Regions from separate parts of the Zea mays genome. Here region 1 is linked to region 2. A link is a contact called in public Hi-C data. All regions are on one chromosome and are shown on one strand. Each heading gives the region's core, a stretch centred on a gene start, on an enhancer-like site or on the middle of the called end of the contact. The rest is flanking DNA. Distances are from core to core; before and after follow the strand shown.

The links. A called contact is a pair of places that touch in the nucleus more often than the background predicts.
Region 1: a Hi-C map of ear shows a contact between it and region 2, with 1.9 times the contacts expected there. The contact joins the enhancer-like site here to the promoter of LOC103640871 in region 2. A contact is called at or near these places in 2 of 25 Hi-C or Micro-C datasets (ear and tassel).

The regions. Positions count from the first base shown.
Region 1 is chr10:13,106,541-13,113,257 of Zm-B73-REFERENCE-NAM-5.0, reverse strand. It overlaps LOC100383306 (ubiquitin carboxyl-terminal hydrolase 12), which reads left to right. Exons shown (of 31, transcript XM_020545177.2): 21 at 503-613; 22 at 1,021-1,076; 23 at 1,172-1,349; 24 at 1,446-1,547; 25 at 1,627-1,698; 26 at 1,872-1,937; 27 at 2,087-2,152; 28 at 2,290-2,490; 29 at 2,577-2,651; 30 at 2,737-2,823; 31 at 3,540-4,101. The coding sequence ends at 3,581. Among protein-coding and RNA genes, the nearest start is that of LOC103640873, 5.0 kb to the right of the region's middle. Within about 2 kb of position 4,782, at least 8 of the 20 cell types and tissues checked have an H3K27ac peak or open chromatin away from gene starts, as enhancers often do. A contact at or near this core is called in ear and tassel, where this site is marked.
Region 2 is chr10:12,693,632-12,699,823 of Zm-B73-REFERENCE-NAM-5.0, reverse strand. It overlaps LOC103640871 (U-box domain-containing protein 43), which reads left to right and starts at 1,543. Exons shown (of 4, transcript XM_008664325.4): 1 at 1,543-2,194; 2 at 2,797-3,349; 3 at 3,453-3,762. The coding sequence starts at 2,810.

The sequences.
Region 1 (6,717 bases), core at 3,533-6,032, 410 kb before region 2:
CTTCCTTTCAGCTCGCAGACGAGTTGTTCATCGAGGGAGGGAGAGATGTTATGGTCAGCAACGTGTATCAACTGAAGAAGCAGAGTCGTGGCTGAGGACCAAGCCACGCCGCGACGTGCCAAAGCGCGATCACTGGTAGTCTCCAGCACGTCAGGCGTTCAGTTCATAGGATTCAATTGTTTAGGAGTTTGTTTGTTCCTTTGAGTTAGCAGCAGAGTTTGTTAGGATTTGGGTATAAGTATTGATCACTGGATTGATAAAAGAGGTCACCTAGAGATTGAGTTAATAGCTTCCGCTCCCTAGCTCTCGCTCACATGCAACCTCCTGATGCCAAGCACGGTGTCGCGTTCTCGCTGCTGGGCTTCTGAGCCACACCCTCTTGTGTCCCACTCATACCACTTACGCCACAGCAGCGGCTCCAACATGCAAATATTCTTTTTTAGTTTTTTGGTCAACAAAGGCATCCAATGATTATTTTTGAACTTGTTTTCTTATGCTTTAGCTTGAAGACGGAGACATTATCTGTTTCCAAAAGGCTCCTGTTCCAGATGGTGATGCACAAGTGCGCTATCCAGATGTTCCTTCATTCTTGGAGTATGTTCACAATAGGCAGGTATACTTGGATACAAATCAATTCTAAGTTTTCAGCTTATCTCGTTGTTACCAAACTCTACTGTACCATTCCCTCTTATTGCACTCATTCACTGTGTTTTTGACATGATGTTCTCTCTTTGCCTTCATTTACGTATTCGTCATGAGCATGAGCACCCCAAGTCCTAACATCTTTTATGAAATTAGTATATTAGGAGGACCAAAAACCAAATTACCTTGACATGTTTGCATGCATATGTGGTTTTCTTTGTAAAATAGTTTCTCATCTATTGTTTTACAACGATAAACATTTTTATTTCTGATTTGTTTTTGCTATGAAAGCATAATTATGATTGCTGTTTCTGTGAAATGCAAACTAATTTACTGTTACTGAGTTCACTTGTAGCTTATGTGCTGTTTGTACTTTAGGTTGTGCACTTTCGGTGTCTGGACAAACCAAAGGATGATGATTTTTCTTTGGAATTGTAAGGGATTGCAAATCAAACTGATAAACTGGTTTTACATTTGAACTGCAGTTTTGAATCAACTTAAACATGTTTTTTTTCTTGTTTTCACCTAGGTCGAAGCTTCATACATATGATGATGTTGTTGAGAGAGTTGCACATCAACTTGGGTTGGATGATCCATCAAAGATACGGCTTACGTCTCACAATTGTTATTCTCAGCAACCTAAACCACAGCCTATTAGATATAGGGGGGTAGCACATCTACTGGATATGCTTGTTCATTATAATCAGGTCCAATTCTTTTTCTTGATTATTCATTAAGTGCATTACTGCATTTAAAACATTACACTGATTTATGCTACTTTCTATTTTGATGCTTCATTCCAGACTTCTGATATCTTGTATTATGAGGTTCTGGACATTCCACTGCCAGATTTGCAGCGTTTGAAAACGCTTAAAGTTGCATTCCACCATGCAACAAAAGACGAGGTCCATGTCATGTTTATCACTAGTTCTTATGTTCATATTTTATTCCTAAGCTATGTCACTGAGGCACATGATTTGTCAGGTTGTCGTTCATAGCATAAGACTTCCAAGAAATAGCACCATCAGTGATGTGATTACTGATTTGAAAACCAAGGTGATCACAAATTGTCTCAGTTTACTCAGTTACTTAGTTTCTCCTCAATTTTAATTGAATTTGAATATGATGTGTCTGCTAGTTTGCTGCATAATGACCATACCTATTTACTGCAGTATCCTTTTTTATTTAGGTTGAAGCATGTCTATAATTCTCATTTTAATGCTCAACAGGTTGAACTATCTAATCCTGACGCTGAGCTCCGCTTGCTTGAAGTATTTTACCACAAGATTTATAAGGTTCGTGCATGGTTTATCTGAAGTATTTCCTGCATGAAAGGTCCTGGCTTTTTCTAATGCAATATTCTAGAATTTCTGAACTTCTAAAATTAGTGTTATATTTTCCCTTAAATTTGACATTGTTAGGATGATATAATTATTTTCTGCAGATCTTTCCACCTCATGAGAAGATAGAGAACATAAATGATCAGTACTGGACATTACGAGCTGAGGAGGTTTGTATTGTTTCATTTTCTTGATGTTGACCCTTCGATCTATTCTAAAAAAAATACAATTATATTTACGAAGATTCATCTGTGATACTTATGTAAAGTTGTCTTGCATAACACTGCATCTGTCAATTTTGGAACAGATCCCAGAGGAAGAGAAGAATCTTGGCCCACATGATCGATTGATTCATGTTTACCATTTCATGAAAGACCCTAACCAGAATCAACAAATTCAAAATTTTGGAGATCCTTTTTTGATGGTTATTCGGGAAGGTGAGACTGCTGCAGAGGTAATGGAGCGCATCCAGAGAAAACTTAGAGTTCCTGATGATGAGTTCTCCAAGGTAATATATTATATTATTACTATTTATTATATAATGAATTTACCCAGAGCTCCCTTCCCTCACACTGATAATGCTTATTTGATCAGTGGAAGCTTGCATTCATATCCATGAACCGGCCAGAGTACCTCCAGGACACTGACGTTGTATCAGCACGTTTTCAGGCAAGTGATTTCTTCAGAATGCTTAAATGCATACCTTCTCTTGTTCACTTTGTTCATACATGATGCTTTGCTTTTTATTATACAGCGGAGAGATGTATATGGTGCTTGGGAACAATACCTTGGCTTGGAGCACACTGATACAACATCGAAACGGTCTTACACATCCAATCAGGTATGCAATGCTATTCTGTTGTGAAATGAGTGAAGTAGATGTTTGATGTGTCCATGAACTTATTCATGGTTTTGTTTGTGTCCTTCTAGCTTTACTCTCGTATGGCCAGCGCTTACGGGACTGTGATTTCTTATATCTTTTTGCCCGCTTATATACTTGTCGTTGGGTGTTTAGAAATTAGAAGGGCATGTACAACTCTGAGCCCTTGGATCGGTTTTCCAAGTATAAAAGATAGCTAAGAAACTGTATGATATAACCTTGAGCCCCGAGATCATAAATACAGTTAAGAGTGAATATGTATAGGAAGTCGTGAAGAGACAAACTCTTTCGGTATTTTTCCACTTACCCCCTTAGGGCATGTACAACCCATAGTCACAAAGTTCCCGGATCGATAGGGCTGAGAAACGTGATATGCTACCTGTGAGAGATTTTTACATGGTAAAAACAAAAATGACTCCGCGTATTCAAGTCGGGGATGATGTTCTCGGGTCGAGGGTCGCTATCACCGTACCTATTTCTTGTGACTACAACCCGAGAGGCCTTGGTTTGGTTTTCCAAGTATAAAAGATAACTAAAAAACTGTATGATACAACATAGAGCCTCTACATCATAAATGTAGTTAAAAGACTATGTGTAGAGTCGTGTAGAGACAGAATTTTCGTGAAGAGTCCGTCTCTTGATTTTTTTAATATTGTTTTTTTCAATATTGATTGCAGAATCGGCACACCTATGAGAAGCCCGTAAAAATTTATAATTGAGAAACCTTCATCAAAGTTCAATCCATTGTCAAAGGCGTCGACAGCAGCATGCCCAAGGTGATACGACGCTTCAAACAGAAAAATCTGGTATAGTATTTGCCTGTGCTAAGGCCTGCAAGGCGCAAGCCCACCAGGCCACCAATGCTGCTTCCAACCTTCATTGTTCCAAGCAACCAAGCATGTGTTTGGTTTTTCTTCGTCGTGTCGAGTATGACGGCCCCTGACAGGGTAGGTGTTTGCTTAGTTTGTAGAGCAAAGCTAGCACATAAGAAAAAATATTTTGGTAGGGGTGGGGGGCATGTATACAGGATTGTAGCCGATACTGATTGCTGAATTTGCGTCTCTTGCAGCTGTGGGAACAATGGCAGAGATTGTATAATGGGTTTGGTATAATTCTTCGTGCTGTTGAGAAACGTACGAGGATAACCCGATCAGATAGTAGAGTTTTGAGACCTGTCAAACAGAACCTTTTGAAACTAACCTACCCGTTATACCAGAAGGGCCGTTTGCAAGTCTTCTATTATACATAGTTTTTATTATATATATATATATATATGCATCTAGAAAATAAGAACAATTTAGAATTTAGAATGGAGTAGAATACATTTCTACCCTTATTTAGAAATAGAACTATCCCCTGTGGAGAGATAGAACACCAGCTAGGGACAAAGCTGCCAAGACTTGTTACAATCAGGGCCTACATTATAGTATAGAATGGTTTTGACTTTTGACAACCTTGATACTTCCTCTGTTATAGAAAGAGTATAATTTAAACACGATACCATGTTTTACTATTTAAATTTAACTAATTATAGATAAAAAAATTGATGTTTATGACATAAAATAATTATCATTAGACTAAGTATAAAATAATTTTTTATAATAAATTTGGAGTCTTAAATGCGAATACAGTTCACTCTAAGTTTGGTCAAAAGACCTTCGTGGTTTGCACGGTGAGTGTCATATAAAATGTTATGTTAGTGATTCATGAATCAGTTACACATGATTAAGAGATTTTCATAAGGATGTCAAATAGTTAAGAGTCACTCATATTGCTATATTCTACATCACACCCTCACACTCCCAATCCAGATCTCGGCGACCGTGACTCCTCATCACGGACCTCCACACTTGGGCGTTGGCCCCAGGCGGCCGCACTTGGAGACCTAGGCTAGCAGGCCTCCTCGGCGGCATGCGATCGATCCACGTTCGGACGAATGCGTCTTCTCTCTAACACATTGGAGGTTTAGGGATGGGGTGAAGGGGAGGGGGGCTACCGGTATAGGAGAAGAGGGGGAGGTGTCTGTTGAGGAGAGAAGAGGAAGGGAAGATTTGTGTTTGCCCACCTTCGCCTTTGCGGTGTCTCAACACCAAATATCTTTGTCTCCACCTCTGTGATAGGTCACTTTATAGATGGCTAAGTGGAGCATGCTAAATGGGTCGGCACTAAGCACAACATGATTCGTAGTGCTTCGGCATGACACAAGCATGATTTATATATAATGTTCATGCCGGTATGACACGGTCCAATGACGTGCATGTGATTGTGTTGTGTGCATGTGATTATGATTTGTGATTTGTTAGTATTTTAAATCTAATAAATCCACTTTATAATGGTATGAATGTTCAAGTTTAATATATATATATATATATATATATATATATATATATATATATATATATATATATATATATATATATATATATATATATCAGCTCTTAAAATGAAAGTGTTTGGGTCACATAAGCACTATTTGATGGTAGTGTCGTATAGTGTCAGCATGTCACAATTAGGCATTATGGTGTCGTGCCTGGACCGATGGCTAGGTATTAGTGTCGACACGACGCAATTACTAATAAGGGGTTGTTTAGGATGGCTCCAGGTTCCACGTGCCTGGGGCGATGGCTAGGTATTAGTGCCGACATGACGCAATTACTAAGGGGTTGTTTGGGATGGCTCCAGGTTCCACGTGCCTGGGCCGATGGCTAGGTATTAGTGCCGACACGACGCAATTACTAAGGGGTGTTTGGGATGGCTCCAGGTTCCAGCTCCAGTGTGGAGTTGTAGTTTATAATATTAATTTAAATAGTTTTAAAAATATTTTTAATCTAAATAATAAACAAAATGACTTATCTAAATGTATTATAAAGGCTTATAGCGCTATCTTCATGATTTTTCTGAAGCACCTAATGACATGCTCCATCAACTCCATTTTTTGGAGCTGGAGCTATCCCAAACAAGACCTAATAGTGTTAGTGTCGTGATGCTCATTTGACCATCTATAGGTCACCCTACCGTTTTCGGCCTCGTGCTCATTTATAAAAATTAAAAAAACAATGTGCACAAACATCTACAAAATCAATTTATGCTTTGTTTGGATGTCGGTATTGGAGGGCATGGAATTGAATTGATTTTAATTCCAAATCAGCTATGGTATTGAAATAAGATGCAATTCCAATTCTGTTGTTTGGATGTCACTGTATTGGAGTTTAGAATTAGATGGTCTAATTCCACGCAATACAAAGGAGTGATCCTCTGAATTTGGAGAGAGAGAGAGAATCTAGTTATATTCTAATTCCACGTAATTGACTCTCTGATTCCAAATCTCAATTACATGTGCAACCAAACGACAGAATTCAAGAAAGCTTATTCCAATTTCCAATTCTGTGTACCAATACCTACATCCAAACGGGGTATTCGTTTTTTCTCCTATGAAATATGTAATTACTGTGCATTATTTAAACTTGTATGTGTTAGCACATTTTTGCTAAAACTTTGTCACAATTAGATACGTTTAACTAGTCCTAACTAGGATTGGACAAAATACTTGTGGCTTGTAAGCTCGCTCGACTCGTGTTCAGCCACCTCGAACTGAGCTCAAGTTCGCTCGTTAGCTCGAATGAGCTACCATTTATCAGTAAAACAAAGCATGCACTTGTGTTGAATGAACTAATAAGTGATGAACTATGTTAATTTGATGTTGAATTGATATGATGCATGAAATTGTGAGTATTATTTTTATATCCTAGTGTTAAATTAGCCTAGAAATGATGAATACTTGATTATGTTGTTGTATATATATTTATATATTGCCTTTTCTTGCGAGCTAAAAGAGTTCGATCGAGCTTGCAAACG
Region 2 (6,192 bases), core at 294-2,793:
AGAAAACAATGGCATATATGTGATGATATATATATATGCATGTTTCATAACTACTCGTATAAGCAGTAAACAACAATAAAACAAGTGCAACGGCGTCGCGCGCATGACAGTCCTTCATCATTTTCTCAACTTCTCAATAGATGCATCAACAGTCCACCTATTTAAGTCGATTGATTTGTCCCTTAAACTTCCAATACAATGCTAAATTATTAATACACCATAGCATTTAAAGTGGGTCATTAGCATTGACTATTATTGAATATTAATTGAGCCAAGCCCACATTTATCCAACACTATGGACTACATTCATGAAGCCAGGAAGATCAATCCAATAATTTTCGAAGCAAAAGAAACTAGCTTTGAGAATGGAAGTACCAATCTTAATCACACAAGGGATGTGATCAGAAATAGTCTTGGCAAGGGGAGTAAACAAGGTATTGGGGTAAGTGGAGGTCCAGTTGATAGAAGTGAAACACCAATCAAGCTGAACTAGTAAGGGATTCGATTGTATATTGCTCCAAGTGTAGCTTCTGTCCTTTAGAGAGATTTCAATGATTCTAAGACTGCTAATAATTGAGTTGAAGAGATTCATCTACGACACATTCTCACCTGGCTTTATATCCTCTAACGAGGGACAGAAGTTGAAATCACCAATGATAGAGGACGACTCATAATTGAGTTGAAACCGTGCCGTCCTTGTGGTTGTTCTTGTGACGTCCTTGGCATGTCATTGACTAGGGATGGCAACGGGTCGGATTCGAATCAGATACTGTAAATATCCGCCCGCGACTATACCCGTGGGTAGAAATTCATATGCATGCCCATACCCATCGGGTTTCGGATATCCATCAGATATCCATCGAATATGACAAAAAACTATTTTCAACAATTCAATAACATAATTAATCAAATTTCTTCCTAATCATCAGTCAAAATGTAAGAATACAAGAATACTACTATACTAGCTGAGCGTCTAAGCCTTGTACATGTGACTACGACAATATGCTAGTGCGTAATAGCAGGAGACATGCAAATCAAAGAACATTTTATTTTCTAGTTATAATGTTTTATCATAAAGAAATTATATATGGAAAACATACCATGAAATCTCAGCACAGAACCACCACTATAGTAGCCAAGGTTGAATTTTTTAGTTAATAATAGTAGAATCATATTCATCATGGTAAACAACAAAATAGATAAATTGCTAGTGTTAGGGATTAGGGTTTGCTGATGCAGTGATGTCGGTGTGTCCATGTGTGGGCTGGGCCGGCTCCCGGCTGGGCTGTCTACTTGTCTGGGCAAAAAAATTAAAGTATTGGTTAATTTCGGTTATCCAACTGGTAACCTGCGGGTGAGATTTAATATCCAAATTTATGCCCAGTTTATCTCAGATTGGATACAGGTCTAATCCGTGGGTCAAAAAACATATCCATATCCGGATCCGTCGAATCGAATATCCGACGGATATTAAATCCACGGATTAAATTGTCATCGACAGAGGACGGTGATGCCGTGGTGTATTTTTTCCGGCCCATCAACAGCCCTTTCCGGCCCACAAGGTATCCGGAAAACAAGCCGATTCATGAACCAATCATGCCCCCATCATTAATCCACGCTGTCTCTGGATTCCGGAGTCATTCTACGACGCCTGCCTCTGCAGACTGCAGTCCGAGTCCAGGGGAGCCGCGTCCGGTCCGCGGGTTGCCTTCTCTTGCTTACTTGCTAGCTCCTCGTCGCAGTAGCGGCAGCGGACGAGCAGTCGAGCGCAACGCCGCCAATCATTCCTTCCTCTGCCTTCCTCTCTCCCTCCCCCTCCCGGCGCCATCTCGACGCTCGGCCCCCCGCGGGCGGGATCCGTCGCCACAGATCCGCTGCCTGACCTGACCGCCCCTCATGCTCGGGTAGCGCTTTTCAGTTTCCCCCGTTCCCCGTGGGCCACTCGACCCGCCGACGGAGCGGAAGGGCGGCCCCGGCCGTGACCGCGGCGCGACTCGCGACCCTCCCAGTCCCAGAAGCGGCGTGCGGCGACCGGGACCGGCTGCTGGTGGTGAATTCGCGCCGGCGAACTGAATTCAAGCGGCGAATCCCCTCCTCTGGTCCTGTCTCGAGCCCTCGGCGTCCGCGCCTCCTCCGTCTCGCCGCCGTTCTCGACGCCCGCCGATCCAACACCGGGTCTGCCCAACAGCCCAAGGTATGGTGGCAAGGTGCAACGTGCAAACCCTAGCTTGCTGGTTGCTATTGTGCTCTACTGGACAGCACGGGTTGGGCTAGGAGTTATGCAATTTTTTCCTGTTGTAATTGATGATTCATTTGCTAATTGTTGATTTATTTCATATTTTCTTTGTAGAATTATTTGGGTATGAAGAGGAACACAGACATTGCAAGTTTTGAATTTTATTTTTTCGCGTTCAATATGTTACGGGTTCTTCTAAATACATTACTGCATTTTTAGCTGTCTTATACTTGTATGCATGCTGGATTGTTCTTTGGATTATATCCATTTATCTATTGGAGCACTGGTTTGGCGTACCCTAGGTCCTGCTATGGAGCCATAAGTTAAAGTCCTGCTATAGCCACAGCCAATGTATTTTTTTTTGGTGTTATTCATTTTATGGATCATAGTACCACTTGGTTCATTCAATTTCCTTTTGTTCATTGTGGATATGGACATGAATCTCTGTTTTGCTCTTTGAATTCGAAGCAACTGCAACTGTTGCTTCAAGTCCGTGTGTCTTGCAATCATATATCAACATGCCACCTATGTTAACGTAGCACCTTTTAACTTGTTTGCAGTGTTTCACTAGTGATGGCAGAAGTCCAGGATGGTCATTATGATTCAATGTCACAGGCCACTGATAGCTTGCGTGTTGAACCTATATATGAGTCGTTCCTATGCCCGCTTACCAAACAGGTTATGCGGGATCCTGTTTCTATTGACAGTGGTGTTACGTTTGAACGCAATGCCATTTTGAATTATTTCAATGAATGTCTTAGCAGTGGAAGGAGGCTTGTCTGCCCTGTAACTAAGATGGAGCTCAGCAACACTGAGTTAAATCCAAGCATAGCTCTGAGGAACACTATTGATGAATGGATGAATCGCAACGAGGCGGCCAAACTTGACGTCGCTCGTAAGTCATTGACTTCTGACAGCACAGAAAGTGATATCCTACAAGCACTCCAGTATGTTGATGAGATATGTCAGAGAAGTCGATCTAACAGGCAGGTTGTGAGAAGAGATGGGTTGATAATCATGATTGCTGACTTGTTGAAGAATAGCAGTACGAAAGTACGCCAAGCGGCACTAGGGACTCTTTGCTCCATTGCAAAAGATGACAATGAAAATAAGGTTCTTTTCTTTTGCTGCTTGATTTGTTAGCAGATTTTAACTTTGTAATATCTTTTGATGCTTCAGATCTTGACTTTATGTTATCTTGAAACATTACCTGAAGGTTGAGATTGCCGCTGGAGACAATATTCGCACAATTGTAAAGTTCTTAAATCATGGGCAGACTCAGGAAAAGGAGCAAGCGGTGTCACTGTTGTTTGAACTTTCAGAAAATAAGGCTCTTTCAGAAAGAATTGGCAGTGTTTCTGGAGCTATTCTTATACTTGTTGGTTTGTCAAGCAGTAAAGTAGAAAACTTGCTCATTGTTGACAGAGCTGAGAAGACATTGGAAAATTTAGAGAGCTGTGAAAAAAATGTTAGACAGATGGCTGAAAATGGACGATTGCAACCCCTCCTGAGGCTGCTTCTTGATGGTATCATTCTTTCACATGTACATGTTTCCTTTTCACAACCAAGTGATTTTGTACTCTTTTACAGCTGTAACATTGTGAGTGCCACCCGATATTCTCATTAACACTGTTGCATCTTCATCCCATCAATACTAGTTGCATGCTAAGGACCATCTAGATCCTTAGCTGTGTCTGCAGTTAGAAGTGTCTCCCTGTTTCACCAGGTTCACCTTTAAGTTCGTTAAATTCGTAATGGACATTTAATTGTTCTTGTCTGCACTGTTTCTCCAATAGTCATGGTCATATGAAGAATATATTAGCCTTTTTTTAAAGTTGTCGCCTAGGTGACAAGGCATTCGCAGGGAGTAGGGCGTCTCCAACGCCTAGCCAAAAGTAGCGAGAGAGCTCCCAGACGGCATGAAGGAGAAGCAGAGAGCTCCCAGACAGCTGCCTCACTCAACCCCACCAAATCCTGCACCACCTGGGTCATCTGCGACGAAGGCGGCGGTTGATCAAGATGGGGATCTGAGGGAGCAGCAGCAAGAGGTAAGGAGTGGAGGGCAGGCTGAGAGCACACAGCCAAGAGCAGTGCGAGGGAGGGAGGGCGACGCTGCACCTGTGTGAGCCATGAGGCAGGAGATGTGGTGGTGCTGTGCATGCGTGATGGAGGGAGATGCAGCCTATGTGATGGAGAAGCAGAGTGCTCCCAGGTGACGTGCAGCATAGGAGAAGCGATAAGTACAAGGGGCAGTCGTGGGCTGCCTAGTGGGCTGGGCCAAACACTCCTTTTTACATTTGCCCTTTTCTGTTTTATCTTTTTTCTGTTTTCTGTTGTTCTAGCCTATTCCCTGATGCTATTTTCCTATTTCTTAGAATAATAAGGCATCAACTCGAATGAGTGGCTCACCAAGTCTTGCCTTGCGGCCTTAAACCATTATATTAGCACAAATGATAAATCCTAGTGTATATGCTTGCTGCTCAAATTTGGGATTTTTTGTTTTCGCCAAGTTTTTGTTGTATTTCTGTTAAATAAAATCAAACATAATAGCTAAGTGGAAAATTATGGTTTAAGTTTTGTAAGTTTAGTTCTCATGTTTCCTTGTGGTATGCTCCAACACATGGGGAGGATTTTTTCTATACTGGTATATTGAGGTTCTGTCTGTTGCAATGCATTTTATGGAACCATTTCATTTTGTTTGTGGATCTGAAGCAATAGTACAAGTGTATTTTTTGTGTGGATGACTGGATGTGAAGCAACAATTTTTGAGTTGTCATACATTGTAGTTAATATGTTGGATGCAAGCACTATTGCATAATCTAGTTTGGTTTATTTGTTTCATTTTTAGTTGATTGATTAGTTTCCTTTTTAGCTAATTGATAGATGATTGGTTAGTTTTCTTTCTTAGCTAACTGATAGCAGATTGATTAGTTTTTTCTTCTTTAGCTAATTGATAATTGTTGGATTAGTTTCCTTTTGAGCCTTTGTAATTGTGTATATAAACAAATCAATACAATACACCTATTACAATGGTGTAATTTGGGAGTGCCAAAAACTCAGTGTGTCCTTCTAGTGTCCGTGTTGAATTTTCTAAGCGTTTGAGTGATCCAGGGATCTTCTTTGTCTTCGGGAAGGCACGCCAGCGAGTAGAAGGCTACAATTAGGGATGACAACGTGGGTCAGGTTTAGGCTGGGTGGAGCAAAAACCCGACCGCGATTGCACCCGTGAAGTTTACCCCAAACACGCCAACGATCGCATCCGCGAGTGCAATTACAAACCTGCACCCGAATCTGTCGGGTTTCGGGTCACTCGCGGTCTTTTACTCAGTTTGCACTTTTAAACAATAATTTAGCTATAAGCAATTAAGTATCAGTAATAATTGAGTTATATCTTCGTATTTTAAGCCTTCTCACGTTGGGCAGCAACAAAAATATTTCATGAACATTGGCCAAGTTACTTATTCAAATTAATTAGTATTGTATCTTAATCATTTTTTGCACAAAATAAAGAATGAACCAAATGATGGGTTGGGTGCGAATCACCCGCAGGTTGAAATAGAAACCCGCACCCACACCCGCGAAACATCGGGTGTGGATGCACCCACGGATCAAAATCTTCACCCATACCCACACCCGTCGGGTCAGGTACCCATTGGATTTCGGGTTTGCGGGTTAAACTGCCATCCCTAACTACAACAGGTATCAGTTGGTATCACTGTCGGGATTGTGCTTGTAGTCATGTAGCACGGGTGAACTGCCTCGCCACCGCTTTGTCGTTAGGAGACAAGGAGCAGCTCTAGCAGTGACGACCGTGGCATGGCAATCCACCGGGTCATGAGGGAGAGTGGTGACAGCGAGCAGGTGCTATTACTGAGCAAGACCAACTACTCATGGGCGACACTCAAAGTTGAAGCTGCAGGCGAGAAGCCTATGGATGGCGGTGAACGTCGGCACCA